Linked DNA regions of Sus scrofa: region 2 is linked to region 1. A link is a contact called in public Hi-C data. All regions are on one chromosome and are shown on one strand. Each heading gives the region's core, a stretch centred on a gene start, on an enhancer-like site or on the middle of the called end of the contact. The rest is flanking DNA. Distances are from core to core; before and after follow the strand shown.

Region 1 (7,444 bases), core at 1,547-4,046:
AGGTAGCCATTTACAAGCTAGGAAGAGGCTTGAACACCCAATACTCTATGAAAGTAAATGTCTGTTGTTTAAGTCTCTCAATCTGCGGTATTTTATAATGGCAGCCCAGAGAGACTGATACATCCTTTTACCATCTGGAGGCAAAGTAGAATCACCCTAGAAGGAATTCCCCAAAATATCTGTAGCCTGAGCACCTACCACATGTAATGTGTCAAGGTGAGGTAGCTCTAGCTCTCAGACTCTTTGTTAATATATTATGCCAATTATTTAAGCTCAGTTTTATGCTTCCTCCTTTTATTCTAGTTTTCTCAAAAAGCTAATAAACATTAGGCAGGCTCTTACATGTTTTATTCCTGGAAGTCTATCTTCTGCACAAAGCTCTAGTATTATGCCTAATTCACATGTAATACTACACATTATTAGTTACTGAAAAGAGAAGTAGAGAAAATGTAGACACAGTTAAAATCAATTTACCTTTCAAATTCTGTTTGGATTTGCATTTAATATGTTGGGGGGAAAGGGATCTGTATTTCTTTCAGCATTTTGAATAAGATAACAGGGCATATTGTCCTTTTGTCTTCATCTTTGCTAAGAAAAATTTAATTGGGAAACTGGTTTTTACATCAGTTTTTTTGCCTTAATCTTACCTTTAAAATCCACTTTCATCCTGTTCTTTTAAAATTTGATTGGGAAACATTTGTTTGTTTTTGATTCTTTCTATTATTCTTTCGGGGGGAGAATGATAGAAAAATTTTTACCTTAGGAAAATGTTAACCCTGTATTTTATCCCCCAGAGAACACAGAAGCTGGAGTTTCCTCTGTGGTGCAGTGAGTTAAGGATCTGGTGTCTCTGTGGTGGCACAGGTTGATCCCCAGCCTAGGAAGTTCCATATGCCACAGGGGTAGCCAACAAAACAAAGCAAAACACCCCGCAAAAACCACAGCCCCTTTTATCATATGAATGCCCAGAATTTTTCTCTACCTGTCAGTTTGTATGTATAGTTAGAGTTAGCAGAAGAGCTAGATGATGACAGCAGATAGGGTATGTTATTGGTGTTACGTATTCCCCCATCTTTTTTTGGGTAGAATTATAATTCTCTTTCAACCGTTTATTTTAGAATTATCTGGGAATGTCTTGATAAATATATGGATTTCCGGGCTTGTCAAAGTTCTTCTAGATAAGCAAGAATCCAAGAATCACTGATTTAAAATTCAAACGCTGAGAGGGCAGGTGCCACTTTTCTGTTCCTTATAGCTCATTAATACTAAGAATGCTATACACAGGACAGTTGTGAGCTAAGGTTGTTGTTTGAATTTCCTTTCAATGAACTAATGTTAGATAAGGTAGATATATATAAACAATTTTCTTTGCTTTCAGACTGAATTTTAGAGGTCTGTCAGCTTCCTCCTGGATAATTGGTGCTGGAAAATATCCTTTACTAGCTTGCCATTATTGACAATGACAAAGAAATTTGCTTTTCAATAATGCATTATCCCGGTATGTGGAAGTGTTTGGAGAGTGGGGAGCAAACCGTTTTCTCTTCCAGACAACAATGCCCTGCCATAACCTTGACATGATGCACATTAATTTTACATTATACCCAGGAGTCAGGGAAAATATTAAAGCTTCTGCTGTTGTCTCCCCAAAAAGGCTGATAACCTTCTGACAGGAGGCTCAGTCATGCCAAGAATGCTACTTTCTCATCCACTATCTCTTAACCAGAATGCCACCACTTGCCACTGAAAATCCCTAACACATTTAACTTTCTGGCTTCCATTTTAATGAGCATTTATTTAGTCTTTGGTTAAAAAACATTTCAGCAAGATCAGAGCTGTGGAATCCTACTCTAACCTAAACCTAAATCCTATTTTTTTTTTAATGTGATTGTACACATCTAAATTTAATTTTCACCTGGTAAGCATACTGTATTGGGAGATTGAGAAATCAGTGATTGAATTTGGATTTCTAAGATTAAGACTAAATGAATCAACTTCATGAAAGAGAAAATTTGGGTAGCCTATGCTTTATTGATTCACCAGAAGCCAAAATGTCTGTAGTTAAAAAATCAGGTAAGGAATTCCCATTGTGGCACAGCAGAAAGGAATCCAACAGTATCCATGAGGATTCGGGTTTCATCCCTGGCCTCAATCAGTGGGTTGGGGATCTGGCATTGCCATGAGCTATGGTGTAGGTTGCAGATGCCGCTCAGATCCTGCATTGCTGAGGCTATGGTGTAGGCCCGCAGCTGTAGCTCCAATTTGACCCCTAGGCTGCGAACTTCCATGTGCCGTGGGAGTGGCCCTAAAAAGAAAAAAAAATAAACCACTTGGACACTCAAATTTAAGCCCAGATATCTGATGAAAAATACTAACAGACATATGATAAAGGGAGAGTAGTTCATATTTTACAAGAACTCACCCCAAATAATTAGCAGTTAAGAAGATTATAGCATTGTGCAGTTTTCCTCCAATTATTCAAATAACAAAGCTTTCCTTAAATACCTTGTAGTAAAAGTGCAGTGTGAGGTGTCAAGGATTTCTGAATGGACTTTAAGAGCTTACTAACAATTTCTGAGAATGAAAAGGAAGATAAAAAATATAGATATAAGAACATGTTTATCTACTCATCCTAGTTGCCAGAGTGAATAAGTTTTAACAGTGTTCCTTTTGTCCAAATTTTTTTAGGGGAGGGCCGGATGTTTCTCTTATGAACATGTTCTGAATTATTTTGTTATCCACCCAGAGGTAGCACAGTATTTAGGCCATGTGTGTATGCACTTAGCCTGGGAACGGACAGAATGACTCCAGCAAGAGAAGCAGAGACGGTCATTCCCTTCCAGATGCATTCTAGCTTTTGCATAGTTCTAATAGACATTTCCTAAAATAGAATTCTTCGTGAAATGTAGTTTACTTTTTTTTTAACTGATGAGGTTGTTTGTGTCTATATTGGCTGTGCCAGATGGAAAGGTTTACTCATTAGAGGCAGCTGTTTTAGCAAATTACCTCACTACAGCATAATGACAGAGTTACAACAGACTATTGAAGAAAATCCTTTCTCTTCCCAGTGAGATCATGAAAACTAGAAACAATTTCAATGAGGTTTTTGATTTACTTTGGAAATGGTTCAGTTGGACACATGGGTGATAAGAGAAGTATTTTTTGTACATACTTCACTCAGTATTTATATATAATAGTATAAACATAGGATATAGATTTAGAATTTGATTTCTTTTTCAACTAATGGATTCATTATCTTTGGTGGATGATCTCATTAGTTCCTTAAGTATGAATGATTCTGCTGGGGAAGATTTCTCCCTTTACAATATTGCATTTGACGTATATGTATGCTTTGCATGTGATCATAGCTGTCTCTTTCACATTGGAGCCTCACAATTAGAGTGTTACCCTTGAGATTCTTATAAGGGAACCATCTTCCACTCAGGGTTTCCTTGCCTAGTAAAATCCCTTTAGTTCTTCAGATAAAATTTTCTCAACAGGATACAATACTTATTTATATTCATTTTCCACTATTGCACATAGAATTTTAACAAAGATGTAGAAATAGTATCTATATGCATGTGTAGACTATTGTTATTTTTAAAGTGCATGCATAAGGTCTTTTCTCATTTTCTTCTAATAAGTTTTGGAAGCAATAATTCTCACTTAACAGAGGTGGAAATTTAAAGTTCCATTACATTTAATAATTCATTAGGTCAAAGAAGCTCTTAGTTGATGAAGCCACTCTAGGTATTAACAATGGCCAATATCTAAATGTTTCTGGTGTCACCCAGTAAGAATTATCATATTAGGAAAATCCACCTAAGTCGTGAAGACACAATTTTTTTAAAAAGTGACTGACCACTGATGCATATGAGTGGTCTGAGTACCGTGATCTGGTAGAGTTGGAGGGTCTTCGGCTATGAGTGTAAAATTTCCTGACTGTGGTCCATTTTGTTTTTCCTAACACCTGCGAGTGCCATGACTAATATCACATAGTTTATGGAAGGGTTGATGCCTAAGTGCCATAACTGAACATTATGCCTAGCAGGGTTTATCCACATGGCTTTAAGTGCTGAAACTTGGCTCTAAGATTACAGATTGTCACTTAGGGTTCATTACTATTCCAATAAACACAATTATTGTTGGAATAATTTAGGCTCTAACTTTAGTTACTTTCTATGATGGCATTTAGTAGAACTAAATTTTATAAATCTTCTGAGGAATCAAACTATGTGCTCTCTCTGCATATGTAGAAGCTTCACTCCTTTTTTTTTTTTTTTTTTTTTTGCTTTTTTGCTTTTTTAGGGTTGCAGCCGAGGCACATGGAAGTTCCCAGGCTATGGGCTGAACCAGAGCTACAGCTGCCAGCCTATACCACAACCGCAGCAATAGCAGATCCAAGCTGTGTCTGTGAATTTCACTGCAGCTCACAGCAATGCTGGGTCCTTAACCCACTGATCAAGGCCAGGGATCAAACTCACATCCTCATGGATACTCGTCGGATTCATTACCGCTGAGCCACAACAGGAACTCTGATGCTTAATTCTTAACATGTTTTTTATCAGAGTAGTCTCGCATCCAGAAGAAATATAAAAGAAGATTAATAGCTGAGGTTATTAAAATTCTGTTTTCTTTTGATTCCTTCTTAATGGACTTTAATCCTTTGGGTTCTCATCCAAAGAAATGATGAGTATTCTCCAGAGAGTATAGAAGCCCCACCTTCACAGCTGTCTCAGATGTCAGCACATCAGTAGAGACCCTGAAGAAGCAGCGGAGGTGGGACCCACAAGGTACAAATGCTCCCTGCAAATCAAGACAAGTTACATGGGGAAATTTTCAATCACTCCTGAATGACCTGTATTGCTGTATCTTTCTTGCCATGCTTTCACATTTCTCTTAAAATATAAATGAACTCTCAGAGCCCCTGATGCTGAATTGGAAGCCATCCCTGGGATCACGGTTACCCGTGACAGCAGTGGGACAAAGAGGGAGAGATGGCTTCTAGACCCCATGGTCACCGGGTTTAGAAAGAAAGGAAGGAAGAGCTCCACCCCTGTTAACAAATTCTGTTGAGGAGACTATGAGCAATTTAAGGGGCTCCACATTCACTCACAGTTTTAAAATAAATTTTCAAAATACAAGGCAGTTGTATATTGAGTGCATCAAATCACTTCATGTTTTCTTTCCTGTCATGATCATTCAGAGAGCAGGGGTTCTATTCTCATGGTCCCAAATTTCTTTGAAATACCTAGCATAACAGGGTTAACTGTCTGGAGATTTTCAGCTGTGTCTGGTTTGGAGTGTCACATTTAGGCACAAGTTAGCAAAGGCAGAGGGGTAAAATAATAGATGCAGGGAAGTCTGACGTGATGGACAAGTTAGGGAGAGTTCTCAAAGACTGAAGGCAACAGGGTACTAAAAATACAAGGCTGATTTTGGCTTACTTTCCTCTTATACAGAATGAATGTCTACTAGTACAGTTTGTGCTTATTTATTAACAGAATTATTCACAGCAATTATCTGAGTCCTTAATCAAATTTAGTTTGCTCTTAAATATTCAGGAAGGATTCTTTCTGAATAATGCATAGTTTCTCTTATCCTTTTATTTCTTTTTTTTCCCCCTGAGAGAATATAATGCATCCAAGCGTATTCTTTTTTTTTTTCCCTTGTTCATTTTAGCTTAGTATGTGGTTTCCCTAGGTTTTTTTTTTTTTTTTTCCACATTGCTCACTATCTTCCTTAATCTTTCAATTTTGCCATCGACAAATTCAATGACTTTTCACCTCATCTATCTTCTCGGTTGTTAATAAATATACTGAAGAATAGTGGTCCTAGTATTGATTGATCCTAAAGGAGCTTCCCTATTAATCACTTCAATCTTAAGGCTAGTTATTTTTTTCTTACTCTTTGTGTCTCCCTGTTAACTACTCTTTATTCTATGGTCAGATTTAAAACATTCACACCGTAGTAGTTTTTTATTCCATTCTTAGTACTTCTCATGAATAGTTTTCCCACAGTTCCACAGTTTTCATGTGTCTTAGAGTCTGAACCTCTGCCTGTGTGTCACGAGGGGCTGGATGGGATGACCTCCTTATTCTAACAGGATCTGGTCTATCTTTGTCCCAACTGGAAACCAAACAGGTGCCAGGGTCTGTCACAGAGAAGAATAATTAGCACGTCCATTAACTTGGGTCCTGTTAACACAGCCAGTATTAACTTTAATTACTGGTAGATTTCAGCTGAGCTCTTCTGTCTATAAGTGACCGCTGGTAAATGATAGTATATATGATTTGACATATATCATCCATACTGAGGGCTAATCTGTAGTCAACTTTCACACAACTGCTGAAGGTTCTAAGCTAATGGGTTAAAAATATGTAGGTATGATTGTGATACAAGAACCTGAAGGCATTTTTTCTTGCTGTTTTTGCTAAGTCAAAATATGGGTATTTATAATATAATTAAATATAAATATATTAAAATATTAAGTGTAATGCTTTACCTTTAGTAGTGTTTATTATCTCTAGACTATATCTGTATCTATCTATATCTATATAAGACAAAAGTTAAAACCACTTTTTCCCCATCAGTTCCATTTCTGCCATCATGTGAAGTTATGTTGTCGCCAGATAGTACAGTGGGTTCCTGTCATGGCAACGCTGTGTGTTTTCCCTGCAGAGAGGCTCCTGCCTGCTGAGCCCACATGTAATAATAGGCGCAGATCACAAACCACATTGGCCTGGCTGAGAGACAAAGAGTGTCATAGCTTTACCTCCCCAAGCAGATGCTAGAGATGGCCAGATTCCAAGTTCCTCTTGCTCTTCTCTCTGAAACATAGCATCCTTTTGCCCCATGTATGTTGCAGCTCTGACTTATTAATAGTCTGCAGATTATACTAGCTACTGACAATTTGGGTAGTTATTCAGAATCATCCAACACCCCCTTTCCTGATCTGTTAACTCTCTGACACCTACTGGCCAGGACCTTACAGTTACACTGCTATAAAGTAAATCATGCTTGTTTTTATGTGAAGAATAATAATAAGCATCGTTGTTATCATACTTGTCAGGTACTGAGGCCTATAGGCTAAGTACTTCTATATATTACTTCAGTATTTCTCAGTACTTAAAGTATTGTTTTTCCCATTACTTGAACTTGGGTAGAGTGCGGTGCAGAAAAGCTTAATACCTGGCCCAAAGTCTGAAGGTTAGTCCTTTGTGAGGCTGAGCCTGGAACTCTACCCAGATTGATTCCAAATTTGGATATTCGACATTCCACCAAACCACGAGGGGCTTTTAGGAAAAATCCCCATGCGAATAGGGGAGTTACAACAAGTCACAGAATCCCTTTTCTTCCTTTTTAGAAGTACCATTAGAAAAAGACGTCAGATTTCACAGAAATTGTTCTAAAATAGATCACACACTGTCACTAAACAGAGACTTCT
Region 2 (7,444 bases), core at 2,142-4,641, 110 kb before region 1:
ATCATTTAGATGAACCTTAACCCTGCCCTGCCATAGCAAAATCAAGCAGAAATATAAAAGACATATGGACAACCAAAAAAAAAAAATAAAGGAACTCCTGCATTCAATAAACATGAATAGTCAGGTGTTTCCCTAATTTCTATTGTCTGTTTCATTCCAAAGTCTGTGACGGCACCTGTCAGAGCCAATTTACGTGTTCAGGCTCTGGGTAGAAAATTTTAAATTGCTCGGGTACATGTACCACAAGGATCTGAGAATTCCAAAGGTAGGCAAGACCTGTGAGGTCATTTAAGACAACTGTCCACCTAATACATGATTCCCTTCTGGCATGTAGCTCCTATATCTAATTAGAGGCAAGCAAGTTTCTGATAATTCACAATCCTCCAGAGCTCTTAAGAGAAAAGAACAGGCTTCTTAATCTCCCTGAGAACATGTTTGGAAAGCAGTGAATGGCATTTCTGGTGGTTCTTGGGTGAATTCTCATAGCTGTACAGTCAGGGACCATCATGGGATGGGGTGGGGCAGGGAGAAGGGGATCCTCAGAAATTCTTAGAGCATCATTTGAGTGAGAAGTGTGATGCGCCTATGGGATTGAGGGCATTTGCCAGTGATTGATAAACATATATCTTGTTAGAAATAGGAAGGAAGGGAAAGTCTGATCGGAGAGGAGGAGAGAAGTATTTATGGAACAAGGAAGGACACATAGAGGTAAACCTTACATCTGGAAGTTGGAATGGTGGGAGAAAAGGAAGATTGAGTAAAGTTAACATTAGTTAGAGAAGGGATACTATCTGATGTTTAAAAGGCTAATACTGTGATGCTTAAACAGCAACACAGATTTTCTTTGATAGAGAAATATCAGGATCCATGAATCCAGAAGCATGCTATCTTTCATATTTATATCATGTGTTCATTTTCTCCTTGGTCACCAAGATCTTTTTTATCTTGTCCAAAGATGGAATCATTGTCAAGAAGTAAAAATAAAACAAACTAGGGATCTTATTTCGGGACTCCTAAAGGGTCTGTGGATAGAATTCAGAGACCCATGAACTTCGATAAGGGAAAAAAAAACTTTTGTTTATACAATTCCCTAGCTAAAGCTGATGTTTCCTTCAGCCATGAATGTGGGTAAAACCTCACAGTTGTGTTAGAAGCACGTATGACTTGGTCACCCATGGAGCAGATACTTTTGTTATCACATTAGAGTTCCTGCGGAGATGTTTATGTTTATCACTTAGCTCAAAACCATGATGGGTATTGGACCCTCTGCCCAATTCTGTTATTTAGCGGGTTAAGACATAAGCACATACATGACTGCCTGACAAGTGCATTCGTTGAGGCATCTTGATAAGTATATGTCAGTGTGGTTGATTTCCTTTGTATTGTTCTGTGTTTCATTTTATGCATGTAAAAGCATTATTCTTCAAAGTGGTCCACAGACCACCCGAGATTCCCCCACCTCACGCAGAAAGAGCATTCTATCTGTGAGAACTCCTTGGCGCTGAGGCCATGGAAACCCACCCCTGTCCAAGGACACTCTTAAAGCTGCCTGTGTTCCCTATTTGATGTGACTGAGACAGGCATCCTCCAGGCAGCCTGGGGTGTGAATCCTGCAAGCAATACAGACCTGTTGGAAGGGAGGGGGTTCTACTCCTGCCAAAACATGGGTCTTCTCTGGTTTTATTAATAAATGTTGGAGGTAATACAAATCGTTGGGATCCCCCTGGAAAATTCAAACATATTGAAATCAAATATTATTATGTTTATGATTGTGTTCATAAAGGAAATAGATGTATAGAAATGACACTTAGGATACCTGCCCTTGGTCAAGGATGACTTAAAACTCTTCACCACATTGACAAACACTCATCTCAGTGCTCATGTTCCCAATGCAGGCATCTTTTCAGTAGGTGTAAAGATCCCAAACTCAATCAAAAGCTTAAGTATGAAGATGCAAACATCCATTTCCTTAAAGCAATTGTATTTTGCCCACATTGTCTGCACCGTCTCGTGTACGTAACATTCTTGTGACTATTCCATCCAAAGGGACAGACGGCGATGAAGGGGAAAGAAAGGGAAGCTCCAAAGCTCTGATGTTTGTGTGTTTCCAACAAAGGCTGCACCTCCCCAACCCTGCCTCTTTTGAGCAGCTACAGCGTGGAGCTTCTAGCAGATGGTTCTGCCACGTCAGGCCCACAGCTGTGTGTTTCTGGCGCAAGAACAATGTTTGAATTCCGTACAGAAATTTTGTAAGATATGTTTCTTGTTGGCTTTTCATGAATTTTATTTGGTAATTTTTTTTGAACCATAAAGAGTCTGGAGACCATATTGAGGAAACGCTGGCGAAGGAAAGCTATTTGTTAGCTAGCCAGATTTATTTAAAGAGGATCAATCACATATAATTCCTGGAAGAGAGGCAGCCCGCTGGCACTCACTGTGCATCCCAACAAACTCAGAGCTTGAACTCCAGCCACTCAGTGTTTCCTCTCCTGCTCCCTCACAATTAAAATTCTTACCAAGCCAGGTAAGAGAGAGCATGACTCTAAGAAATAGTTTCTGGCTTCACATAGCAAACTAAAACTCTTAAGGGCCTAGAGCACTCTGTCGCTGAGTATAATCAGCACATATTTCAAACCGAGGAGGAAAAAATTAGAAAGCATTCAGAATATTTTGAGCTCATAAGGTATAATGTTGCTTAATTTTGTAGAAGTAGTGCCAAGTAATTTCCGGGTCCACTATGAAGCATTCCCGCCGTCTTTATTCTAGGAACCCTCAGAATAAAATTGCAGGAGAAAAACTATAATAGAACAAAACCAAAAATCTTAAATAAAATAAAATTTGCACTCAGGGCAAAAAAAAAAAAAAAATTGCAGGACAGTTTCAGTGTTCCCTGAAACCTTTAACCTTGCACACGGGGTGTGGGGGTGTGTGTATGTATGATTGATCCCAGTTTGGTTGCAGCTGAGGAATTACTGATTTTCCAAGCTAACCCAGCAAGTCAGGGTAAACCAGACAAGAGGACACAGGCTTCTCTAATTCCCGCCCCCTCTATAATTCAGCACAACCTGCCGATTTATTTAAAGAATCCTGAACTGGCCGATTTCTTCCAAACAGAGAAGTAAATCTTGTGTGGGTTTTAAAACATGTTTTTGTTTTGTTTTGAAAGAAGATGCACACTTTTCCTCTGGAAACCCTGACACTTCCTCTAGTTCCCTTAATCTTAAACTCGGTGTCTGAAATAAATTTAGGATACTTTCCACTATATTGTTGAAAGGCCCCAGGGACTGCTACTGTTATCATAGGAAGGAGTCCAGTGCCATCCAGGGCGTCGTTATTCAATAGTGTGTGGTCTGTCTGCAGCTGGCAGCCAGCGCTCACCCCGGGCAGTTCATAGGAGCTGGTCCTCTGATTGACAGTTCCCTATAACCTGGGTCAGAGTTTCAGCAGCTGCACAAGGGAGCATATTCTTCTGCCTCCCATTTGTTGGATAAACTAGAAGAATCTGGCAGTGAGATCCATATTAATGGCTGTGGCCAGCTTTCCCTTTCATGATTTTCTTGCTTTTTCATTTTGTTTGAGATTGAATTTGAAAGTGAACTTTGTTCCACACCGTAGCCTATGGCAGCGGGCAAATGAGATGAAACTGCACAGAGGCATAGCATGCACACTGCACACACCAAAAGCAGATGTATGAAAAATGGAAATGACAAGGGTGGTTGGGTTGCTTTTTATAGGAACTGAGCTTCTACTGGAGGGTTTTTGAGGGAGATGGTGTGGAGGAGAGTGTGCAGGAGTTTTAGCAATCCCTCACAACCGGTTTTCCTGGAGAAAAATGAAAGCAAGCTCTGAAGGACCAGGCAGACATGAAGGGGAAGGAATGAAAAACCACATCAGCAACCATTACTCAAGTGCCCACAGTGGATGCAATGCTGTTTTGTTAGGACTCCATAGGCTTTTTGGACTCAGTGTTAAAAAAGAAATCCAGAAAGGCTAGTGATAACTGCCTACATGAGACAATAGCATCTCTGAAGGACAGACATCACCCAGTCTACCCCATCCCCATCCCATTCCACCCAGATTCCACCACCCGGGAGGCAACGTTGGGAGCAGCAATGGGTGGGGCACGTTTTGTGTGTGATGAAATTCGCTATAAAATGTTCCCATTCCTCTCATGACCTTACATTCTTCTACTTCTTTTGAGATACTTTCTTCCATTATGTGGCTTGTCTTCTTCTTCTCTTGACATTGCCTTTCACAGAGCAGACACTTTTATTTTCTGTCACATCAAGCTCATTCTTTCTTTCATGTCTCATATCTTTGGTCTTGTATTTAAAAAGTCAACACCTTGAAAAGAAAATCATGGACTTGGAAAATAGACTTGCGGCTGCCCGATGGGAGAGGGAGGGAGTGGGAGGGATCGGGAGCTTGGGGTTATCAGACACAACTTAGAATAGATTTACAAGGAGATCCTGCTGAGTAGCACTGAGAACTATGTCTAGATACTCATATTGCAACAGAACAAAGGGTGGGGAAAAAAAATGTATACATGTAAGGATAACTTGATCCCCTTGCTGTACAGTGGGGGGAAAAAAAAGTCAACACCATACTTATATGGTGTTGACATCTATATTTTCTATGGTATCATCTAGGGTGTTATAATTTTGCATTTTACATTTAGGTCTGTGATCTATTTTTTATTTATTTTATTTTTTAAAATGATTTTTATTTTTTTCCATTATAGTTGATTTACAGTGTTCTGTCAATTTCTACTGTACAGCAAAGTGACGCAATCACACATATATATGTTCTTTTTCTCACATTATCCTCCGTCATGTTCCATCATAAGTGACTAGATACAGTTCCCAGTGCTATACAGCAGAATCTCATTGCTTATCCACTCCAAATGCAATAGATTGGCTCTTTTAACCCCAGACTCCCAGTCCATCCCAATCCCCCCCGCCCCCTGTCCCTGGCAATCACAAGTCTGTTTTCCAAGTCCATGAGTTCCTTTTCTGTGGGAAGTTTCATTTGTGCTGTATATAAGATTCCAGATATAAGTGATATCATATGGTATTTGTCTTTCTCTTTCTGACTTACTTCACTTATTATGAGAGTCTGTAGTTCCATCCATGCTACTGCAAATGGCATTATTTTGTTCTTTTTTATGGCTGAGTAGTATTCCATTGTGTATGTATACCATATCTTCTTAATCCATTCATCTGTCAGTGGACAAAAACTAACAACCCAATTGAAAAATGGGCAAAAAACCTGAATAGATTTTTCTTCAAAGAAATTATACACAGATGGCCAACAGATACATGAAAAAATGCTCAACATCACTAATTTGAAATGCAAATCAAAACTACAATGAGCTACCACCTCATACCTTTCAGAATGGCCATCATTAACAAGTCAACAAATAAGAAATGATGGAGAGGCAGTGAAGAAAAGGGTACACTTTTACACTGTTGATGGTAATTTAAATTGGTACAACCACTGTGGAAAGCAGTATGAAGGTACCTCAGAAAATTAAATATAGAACTACCATATGATCCAGCAATCCCACTCTTGGGCATATATCCAGATGAAATTTTCCTTGAAAAAGATACAGGCACCCATATGTTCATTGCAGCTCTATTCACAATAGTCAAGACATGGAACCACCCTAAATGTCCATCCACAGATGAATGGATTAAGAAGACAGGTATTTGATCCATTTTGATTTAATTTTTGTGACAGCTAGATCTATTTCTCTTTCAAGTAGGAGTCCAGTTATTCTAGCATCGTTTGTTAAATGGACTATCTTTTCTCTATTGTATTGCCTTCGCTCCTTTGTTAAAGATCAGAAATTTCACTTATGTGGGTCTGTTTCTGAGTGCTCTATTCTGTTCCTTTAATATATTGGTCTGCTCTTTTGCAAATACCACACTGTCTTGATGACTATAGCTTTGTAGGAAGTTTTGTCATCAGAAAGTGTCAGTTTTCCAACTTTGTTCTTCCTCAGTATTGTGTTGACTCTTTGGGGTCTTTTGCCTTCCACATCAACTTTGGAATCAGTGTGTTGATAATCCACAAAATAACTTGTTGGAAACATTCTTGCTACTTCTTTAATCTGGAATTTTTCACAGTGATGTACCTGAGAGGTTTTTTCCTTTAAAGATTTATCAAAGTATAGTTGATTTACAAGGTTGTGATAATTTCTGCTCTACAACAAAGTGACTCAGTTTATACATATACACACATCCATTCTTTTTCAGATTCTTTCCCCACATAGATTATCACAGAATATTGGGCAGAGTTCTCTTTGCTACACAACAGATCCCATTGGCCAATAATTCCATATACCTCAATGTGCATATGCCAGTTCCAAACCCCCAGTCCATCCTTCCCCTCCCCCACCTGTCTACTTTGGTAAACATAAGTTTTTCAAAGTCTGTGAGTCTGTCTCTGTTCTGCAAGTAAGTTTGTTTGTATTCTTTTTTAAGTTTTCACATTTAAGTGATATCATATGTTTGCCTTTCATTGTCTGACTAACTTCACTTACTATGATAATCTTTAGGTCCATCCATGTTTCTCCAAATGGCATTATTTTATTCCTTTCTATGGCTGAGTAATATTCCATTGTGTATATGTACTTCATCGTCTTTATCCATTCTTCTGTCGATGGACATTTAGGTTACTTCAAGGTCTTGGCTATTGTAAATTGTGCTACAGTGGACATTGGGGTGCATATATCTTTTCAAGTTATGATTTTCTCCTGGATAGATGCCCAGCAGTGGGATTGTTGCATCATATGGTAGTCCTATTTTGAGTTTTTTGAAGAACCTACATACTATTTTCCATAGTGGTTGCAACAATTTACGTTCCTACCAACAGTGTAGGAGGGTTCCCTTTTCCCCACACCCTCTCCAGCATTTATTGTTTGTAGACTTTTTGATGATGGCCACTCTGGCTGGTGGTGGTACTTCACAGTAGTTTAAACATCTTTTCATGTATTTTTTTTAGCCATCTATATGTCTTCTTTGGAGAAATGTCTATTTAAATCTTCTGCCCACTTTTTAAAAAAATTTTTGTGTTTTTATCTTTTCTAGGACTGCACTCATGGCATATGGAGGTTCCCAGGCTAGGGGTCTAATTGGAGCAGTAGCTGCCAGCCTATGCCAGAGCCATAGCAATGCAGGATCTGAGCCACACCTGCAACCTACACCACAGCTCATAGCAACACCAGATCCTTAACCTTTTTATTTTTTAATTTAAAAATTTTTTCTGCCCACTTTTTGATTAGTTTTGTTTGTTTTATACTAAGCTGCAGATGTTGGTTTTATATGTTGGAGATTAATCCATTGTCAGTCACTTCATTTGCAAACATTTATGAATTTTTAAATGAATTCCAATGTCTGCTTTCTCTCCAAGGATTCTGCCATAATCAGGCTGTCGTGGGTGG

What was found. Hi-C and Micro-C count contacts between places; a contact is called where the count stands out from the background.
Region 2: a Hi-C map of fetal skeletal muscle shows a contact between it and region 1, with 2.6 times the contacts expected there. The contact joins two enhancer-like sites. A contact is called at or near these places in 3 of 47 Hi-C or Micro-C datasets (fetal skeletal muscle, heart right ventricle and skeletal muscle) and 1 of 2 datasets of contacts at active chromatin or transcription factors (skeletal muscle).

What each region holds. Positions count from the first base shown.
Region 1 is chr2:127,591,148-127,598,591 of Sscrofa11.1, reverse strand. No RefSeq gene overlaps it. Among named protein-coding and RNA genes, the nearest start is that of ZNF608, 560 kb to the left of the region's middle. Within about 2 kb of position 2,796, at least 7 of the 83 cell types and tissues checked have an H3K27ac peak or open chromatin away from gene starts, as enhancers often do. A contact at or near this core is called in fetal skeletal muscle, where this site is marked.
Region 2 is chr2:127,705,233-127,712,676 of Sscrofa11.1, reverse strand. No RefSeq gene overlaps it. Among named protein-coding and RNA genes, the nearest start is that of ZNF608, 450 kb to the left of the region's middle. Within about 2 kb of position 3,391, at least 7 of the 83 cell types and tissues checked have an H3K27ac peak or open chromatin away from gene starts, as enhancers often do. A contact at or near this core is called in fetal skeletal muscle, where this site is marked.